Regions from separate parts of the Zea mays genome. Here region 2 is linked to region 1. The links are chromatin contacts, called in public Hi-C maps. All regions are on one chromosome and are shown on one strand. Each heading gives the region's core, a stretch centred on a gene start, on an enhancer-like site or on the middle of the called end of the contact. The rest is flanking DNA. Distances are from core to core; before and after follow the strand shown. Region 1 has its middle 94 kb from the start of LOC118473357. Region 2 holds the start of LOC100276479.

Region 1 (3,567 bases), core at 923-3,422:
TCATTATCCTACCCCAAGCTAACTCAGGCTACGGGGAACAAGACCGGCGTCCCATCTGGCTCGCTCTGCTAAACAAGTAATGATGACGCCCCGCACGCTCTATGACGACGGCGGCTCTCAGCCCCCTTACAGAAGCAAGAAGACGTCAGCAAGGACTTGACAGCCCCGACAGCTGTCCTTCCGCCAGGCTCCAGCGCTCCTCCGACGGCCACGACAGCACACAAACCGGGTGCCAAAACCTCTCCGGCTGCCACGATAGCATGTACTTAGGGCACTAGCTCTCCTCCGCTAGACACGTTAGCACACTGCTACACCCCCGTTGTACACCTGGATCCTTTCCTTATGCCTATAAAAGGAAGGTCCAGGGCCCTCTTACAGAGGGTTGGCCGCGCGGAGAAGGACGGGACGGCGCTCGCGCAGGGCCGCTCGCTCCCTCCCGCGTGGACGCTTGTAACCCCCTACTGCAAGCGCACCCGACCTGGGCGCGGGACAAACACGAAGGCCACGGGTTCCCCCTTTGTACGCCTGTCTCCCTCCGGCTTCTTCCCCCCTTCGCGCTCCGTCTCGCGCCGACCCATCTGGGCTGGGGCACGCGGCGATAATTTACTCGTCGGTCCAGGGACCCCCGGGTTCGAAACGCCGACAATATGTAAGTATGTATCATACTTTATGGTTACTGAATACTTTGACACAGATTTGAGAGATGTTTTAGTTTATTGATATACCAGTAAAGGTAGATGGTTTAACATCAACTAAATGGATCACTTCATATTATCTTTTGAACGATACATACGAATAACTAAAATCAAATTTTGGTGTTACTTTTAACTATTTGTTATAATGATGTAGGTTAGTAATTTGATATTAAAGGGATTATCTTGCTTATCTTTTATAATGGAAAAAAGTGGACAATTCGGTTGTCAATTTGTGGATTACCTTTATATATTTTTCAAAATAGCGAATGTAAGTATTGTTTTTAGAGAATATAAAATATCCAATTTCTATTATTGGTTGTGATGATTGGAGTCTACCAACTTTGCTAGATGTTCATATGTTTATGAGAATTTCTATGTTTTTTCGTGGCGTGTTTCATGGGAAGCTGTTTTGGAGCTTGCCCACTCGGGCAAGTCTTTAGCTTAGTACAGGTGCTCATTTTCCTGCTATAGTGTACTCTCCATGGTGCTTATATGATTATGTTTATCCATCTCAAAGCAAAAAACATCTAGATAACTTCTTTATAGAAAGAAAAACATCTAGATAACTGGTAGTGCTAATACTCAAGTACGACAAAACCCAATATCATATTTAAGACATTAATTGTATGTGGACACATTATAAATTAACTTGAATCTTTAGTTTTCAACCTCTGGGGTGCATACCATGCTTAACCTTTGCAGCTTCTTTTTGCAACAAGTGTCCCTTCCATAGTAAATGGACATGCGTGGCCCATAATTGCACTAGTAAGTTGATCTGCTTTAGAGCATTTTGTTGTTGTGGGGTTGGTGCCACGTAGCTGATAAACGAGGAAAAGGTTTGAACCATGGTGCAATCACTTTAAATTTAGTTAGCTTTTGGAGTATATAGTGGAGCTCAGTAACAGAACTCCTATATAGAGAAGTGGGTCGCGCAATGGGCTAAAGCATTGATATGGAAAACTTGAGTCTCTCACTCACCTGCTTAAGTTCAACTGGTTTTTGAAATTCGAATAATAAATAAATAAATTAGAATTTGCTAAAGGCTGGTAATTCAAAAACAATTCCCGAACGGCAAAAAGGAACCTTCTCATGTGTTTTGGCTACTTTCAGCTAGACACTGAAGCTGTCTGCAACTCTCATGGAATAGGAAACGAATTACATGAAAATTCGATCCATTGTCAAATCAACAGGATATGTTAATAAAACCTGGACGCATTGTTTCTGTTTTTATTATTCTTTCTGTATTTTGACAGAGAAATTACAACATGTTGGCATCCAATAGATCATGCTAATGAGTGACATGATGATGGCTCCTCATGAAGAGACTACTCAACAAAGCCTCCTTTCCTTGCGGCAATGCTTGAGGCCGGAGTGAGAGGTCGCCGTGCCGCTTGTCAAACTACTGTTCCCTGATGTGGGCTGCGGCCCAAATGCCCAATCATGTTCCCACCAGTAGTTGATTAGCCACTTCGCACATCGAGTAGCCATCGTCACAGACACGTACCTTCGGTGCCTTGCTTTAAATAGCCCCTCACCTCTCCATCCTTCCTACTCGTGCTAAAACGCAAGACACCAAAGCAACCAGTACTACTCTCTCTCTCTCTCTCTCTCTCTCTCTCTCACGATCTCACCACAAAAACCAACACGCTCGGCTCGATCGATCTCGAAAGTCAAATCAGCGCAAGGAATCTAAGTCGAGCAGCCGCAAGGAACTGATCGAGATGGCGATGGAGCCGAACATGGCGAGGCGGCTGTGGCGCGTGGTGCGCGCCGTGCTGTTCATGCTCCGCAAGGGCATGCCGAAGCGGAAGCTGGCCATGGACCTGCACCTCCTCATCCACCGCGGCAAGATCGCCGGCAAGGCCCTCGGCAACCTCATGACCGCCCACGGGCACAACAGCGACAAGGCCGCCGCGGCTGAGGCGGCGCCGCCTCCGCAGCACTTCTCGTGCGGCCGCCGCGGCCACGACCCGTCGCTCGCCGTCTACGACCCGCGGGGCACGCGCGAGGTGGAGTTCAGCTGCAGCAACACCCCGTCCTACCCGTCCCTCCACCTCGTCCCCACGGGCAAGCGCAGGCGCCGCAACAACAACAACAACAACAGCAGCCGCCGCCGCGGCACGCACCGCGGCGCGAACGGCGCCGAGCCCGGCTGGTACAACTACGACGCGTCCGACATTGCCAGGGCCTTCGAGATCCTCAACAACAACGAGCAGCTGCTCAGCGGCGGCGACGGCAACAGCTCGGACCAGCCGTCTCCCCTCGCGCTTGTGGCCACGCCGTCCCCGGCGCTGTGGGCGAGCTTCGGCCGCACGCCCGCGCACGCCAGGCAGCTGAGGATCACCGACTCGCCGTTCCCGCTCGGGGACGACGACGGGGACTGTGGCCAGGTGGACCTGGACGCCGAGGATTTCATCAAGAAGTTCTACGACCAGCTGCGCACGCAGCAGGCCCTTGCCACCGCCACGCCGGACTACTGCGGCGGGTATGCGCGACCGGTCTCTGGCATCGCCTAGAATTCAACCCACGCATCCACACGCGTATGCATATGTAATATATATGTACGTGTCCATAGAGTATTTGTTTGAACATGCATGATGCATGCATGGATAAAGCATGTTCGTTTGAGAGCTAGCTACTGGTGGTAGAGCTAGTCTAGAGCTTGGTCTTTGTGATATGAGGGAGAGATTTTGTACAACATCATCATATCATGTTTGCAAGCTAGATCCATGCATGTATAGTACTCCTATATATGTGTACGCTGTATGTGTATATTTTGTTGTAGTGACATGTATCAATTTTACTGCAAGTAAGGTACATGTTGCAAAGACATTAGCATATAAGAACACTGGTGTATTACATAGTATAAGAA
Region 2 (3,415 bases), core at 46-2,545, 310 kb after region 1:
ACTAGAGCTGATGCTTGTAGTTGCTATTTGGATGATTTTTATATTAACCACTTTGCTCTACTAAAATATACTTTATAGATAGAATTTTTATAGGTTATTAACACATATAGCCATCTAGATCCTTGTAATTGTGAGCCAAAGCAGTGGAGGACGGAGCAGGTCAAAAGAGGTGTGCATGGCAGCGAGGAGCTGCGTGTGGCGTATGCTCATGATCAGCGTTGGAGTGGTTATAGTGGGTGGGCATATGAGTAGCTTAAGGTTGGGGTACGTGTAGAGAAGAAGAAATTATAGTGAATTGCTATGTAAGTCACGATAGTGTTAAAAAATAGTAAATCTAAAAAAATATTAGGGCTTGTTCGGTTTTATGGCTTTAGAAAAGGATTATATGTCCTTCGATCACACCCAATCCTCAGCAACCAAATGAGTCATTAATGATTCTAGTGAAACTAAGAGTGTGTTTGGTTTGGCTTCTAGCTATAACTTTTGCCTCCCAAAAATCAAAAGCTAAATCAAAGACCTAATTGAGCCAACAACTTTTTTCAAAAAGCCGACTTTCGAGCAGTGCAGAATTAAAAGCACATCTAGACCATATTTTAGTAACTTTCGGACAAAAGAATCTTGTAAATATATGTAAGAATTTTTAATGGCTTCCACTAAACGATTTGTTGTTTTTTACGGCTCACATTTTACAACAATTTTTTTCGTATCTCACAATATATGACAGTTTTTTTATGGTCATAGTCCAACCAAATATATTCTAATTTGTGAAAGATAAAAATGCTATAGATGTGAACCTGTTTTCTTGTCAGTACCCCGTGAAAGATGTGACTAACACGCACATAATTACGCCGCACGCAGTACCATCCTTGTCAAAGCGTTGGCGTGCAGCGTACAGTAGAGTAATAGACCGATGATTGAATCCACCGTACAGTAGAGTAATAGACCGATAATTGAATCCACCGTACAGTAGAGTAATAGACCGATAATTGAATCCACCGTGCAACGCGCTAAGCGGCAGGTACGACGCCTGTCGCGAACGCGGGCCGGCAGGAGCACGAGGGGGGGTCACGAGCGACGAATCCAAGGCGCGACCGCAACCACGCCGCAGGCAGCGGTCCGGCCGCCCGGCCGAGGCCGGCAGCTCATCACGAGTGCCAGATCCAGTCGTGGCCAACGCCAACACAGCGCCCCCTCCCCACGACGCTGAAGTCCCAGATCTAACCACACAGACACAACCCACCACGTCGCCACCACCAACTAACCCATTAATCCATCAACGCCGGTCCTCCACGGTCACGCGGAAGTCACCGCCGCTCTGCCGCGCTCTCCCGTAGTCCCGTACCGCATCGCGTTCTTCGCTGGCCTCGCTGTCGTCTCATCGCCATTGGCGTTTCGCCTGCAGCTGCTCGTCCGCCAGAACCAAGCAGGTTCGTCCCTTCCTAGCCCGCCCGCCGCCTCGACGCTCATCTGAGCTGCGCTCCCCCTCCAACGTCGTACTACTCGCGTGGCGCTTTATCTCGTAGGTCTGAATCGGGCCTCCACCGAGTGTGTGACTCTCGCGCGGACGATTTTGCGTACTGCGTAGCATCCATGCGCGATTACCTGCGCGCTCGCTGCCAAGCGCGCAAATGTGTCCCGCCGCTCGCTTAGCTGATTCCGCGCCGCGTTACATCTGCCTCCTCTGTCTGCTACTCTGCTTCGCTCGTTCTCCAGGGGGACTTTCGTGGACAGCAGTTGTCACTATGTGACAAGGGTCTGCCGGTCTGGAGATGTTTCTGTGCTGAATTTGCTTGTTCCGCACAAGTGGATCGGTAAGTCCATTATTGCAGGTTCCTTTTCTGGGGTTCAAGCAGCATTGCGTTTGGCTTTGGGTGGGTCAGTGGCTGTGACCTGTAATGTTCCAGGCTGCAAATCCAGCAATGAAGATGAAAGTGACATTTCTACAATCATTCTTGCTAAATCCTGTCCGGCTTGCTGCCTATTTCTGGAATCTACCAGCTGACAGTTTGACCCCTTTGGAAACTGCTCATATTTTACTATTTCCACTATTTTTTTATTTGTCGCGTTTTAGTTCAAAAATGGACGACAAATATTCGAGAACGGAGTTAGTACTATATTACTAGCTTCTTCTGTTAGGAGTGATTTCTTCTGTTAGCAGTGGTTTGAAGGGGATTTGGAGGGAATTAAAACCCTTGCTAATAAAAAAATGAATGGAAAGAGATTTAATACCCCTTGATCCTTTTTGATCTCCATGCAATCGAACAAGCCCTTAGTCTGTGTCCTACCTGCTTGCTTTGACATAAGATGCCGTTGTTTGACAAGAATGTTTCTGATGTCTACATTTGGGCCTCAATAACTCAGTTTACATTCTGTTAACTAGCTTGTTTCTGAATTCTGCAAAACATATACTGATCTGGAAACTGCTTCCTGTAGCTGAGAGCATAAATTGCTACCATGTATGCTTTATTGTGCTTGTTGCTTGAAGAAAGGGGCTAAGCAGAGATGCATTCAATACTCCTCCATGAGTGCAACACATAAATTGATATTGAATTCTGTTTTCAGTTACATGGGCTTATTGGCCTTCGAAATGCTTCCTTTTATGTTCAACTTATCAGTTATCACTGTCTCTGTCTCATGTTCCCACATTTCTCTCGTTTTGCAAACAATATTGCATAAACTATTCACCGTCAAAAAAAATATTGCATAAACTATGTGAATCTTTTGCTTTCCCTTGCAATGCTTAGTGATTGTACGTATAGTTGGACATCCGTTCACCAAGACAGAGTCTTTCCTTCTGAACTCATATTTATTCTCTTAGATCTTACTCCCTCCATTCCAAATCTCAATTCTAAGGGTCTGTTTGGTTGGGCCGTGGCTGTGAAAAAAGTTGTTGTGGGCTGTGAGCTATGCAAAAAGCTGTTGTAGGCTGTAAAATGTTAAAAAACTAAAAAACGTTTGTTGGAAACCACTAAAAGTCGTTAAAATTTTTTCAATATATGTTTTCACAGTTCCATCCGAAAATTCACTAAAAGCGGGTCCAGAGGTACTTTCAGATTTGCACTCCGAGAAAGTCGGCTTTTAGAAAAAGCTTCTTCCTGGATCCAGCCATTTGGTTGGTTTTTGGCTTTTAGGGGGGCAAAAGCCAAAGCCAAAATTCAAACCAAACACACCCAGTCATTTTGGCTTTTCTATATACAATGCTTTAACTATGTATTTAGATATAGTGTATATTTAAGTGCACTATAAAAGATGCCCCCTCCATCCCAAAATAAAATGTGTTTTACCTTTTTAGTTGATACATGCAATAATGAATATATTTGTCTTACATATGTGTCTAGATTCATCATCATCCATTTGAACATAGACATAAAATCAAGTATTAAAATGACTAATATTTTGGGATTGAGGGAGTATG

Evidence for each region. A called contact is a pair of places that touch in the nucleus more often than the background predicts.
Region 2: a Hi-C map of leaf shows a contact between it and region 1, with 6 times the contacts expected there. The contact joins the promoter of LOC100276479 here to the enhancer-like site in region 1. A contact is called at or near these places in 8 of 25 Hi-C or Micro-C datasets (bundle sheath, ear, leaf and 2 more).

What each region holds. Positions count from the first base shown.
Region 1 is chr9:80,110,794-80,114,360 of Zm-B73-REFERENCE-NAM-5.0, forward strand. No RefSeq gene overlaps it. Among protein-coding and RNA genes, the nearest start is that of LOC118473357, 94 kb to the right of the region's middle. Within about 2 kb of position 2,173, at least 12 of the 20 cell types and tissues checked have an H3K27ac peak or open chromatin away from gene starts, as enhancers often do. A contact at or near this core is called in ear, leaf and seedling, where this site is marked.
Region 2 is chr9:80,424,256-80,427,670 of Zm-B73-REFERENCE-NAM-5.0, forward strand. It overlaps LOC100276479, which reads left to right and starts at 1,296. Exons shown (of 3, transcript NM_001150257.1): 1 at 1,296-1,427.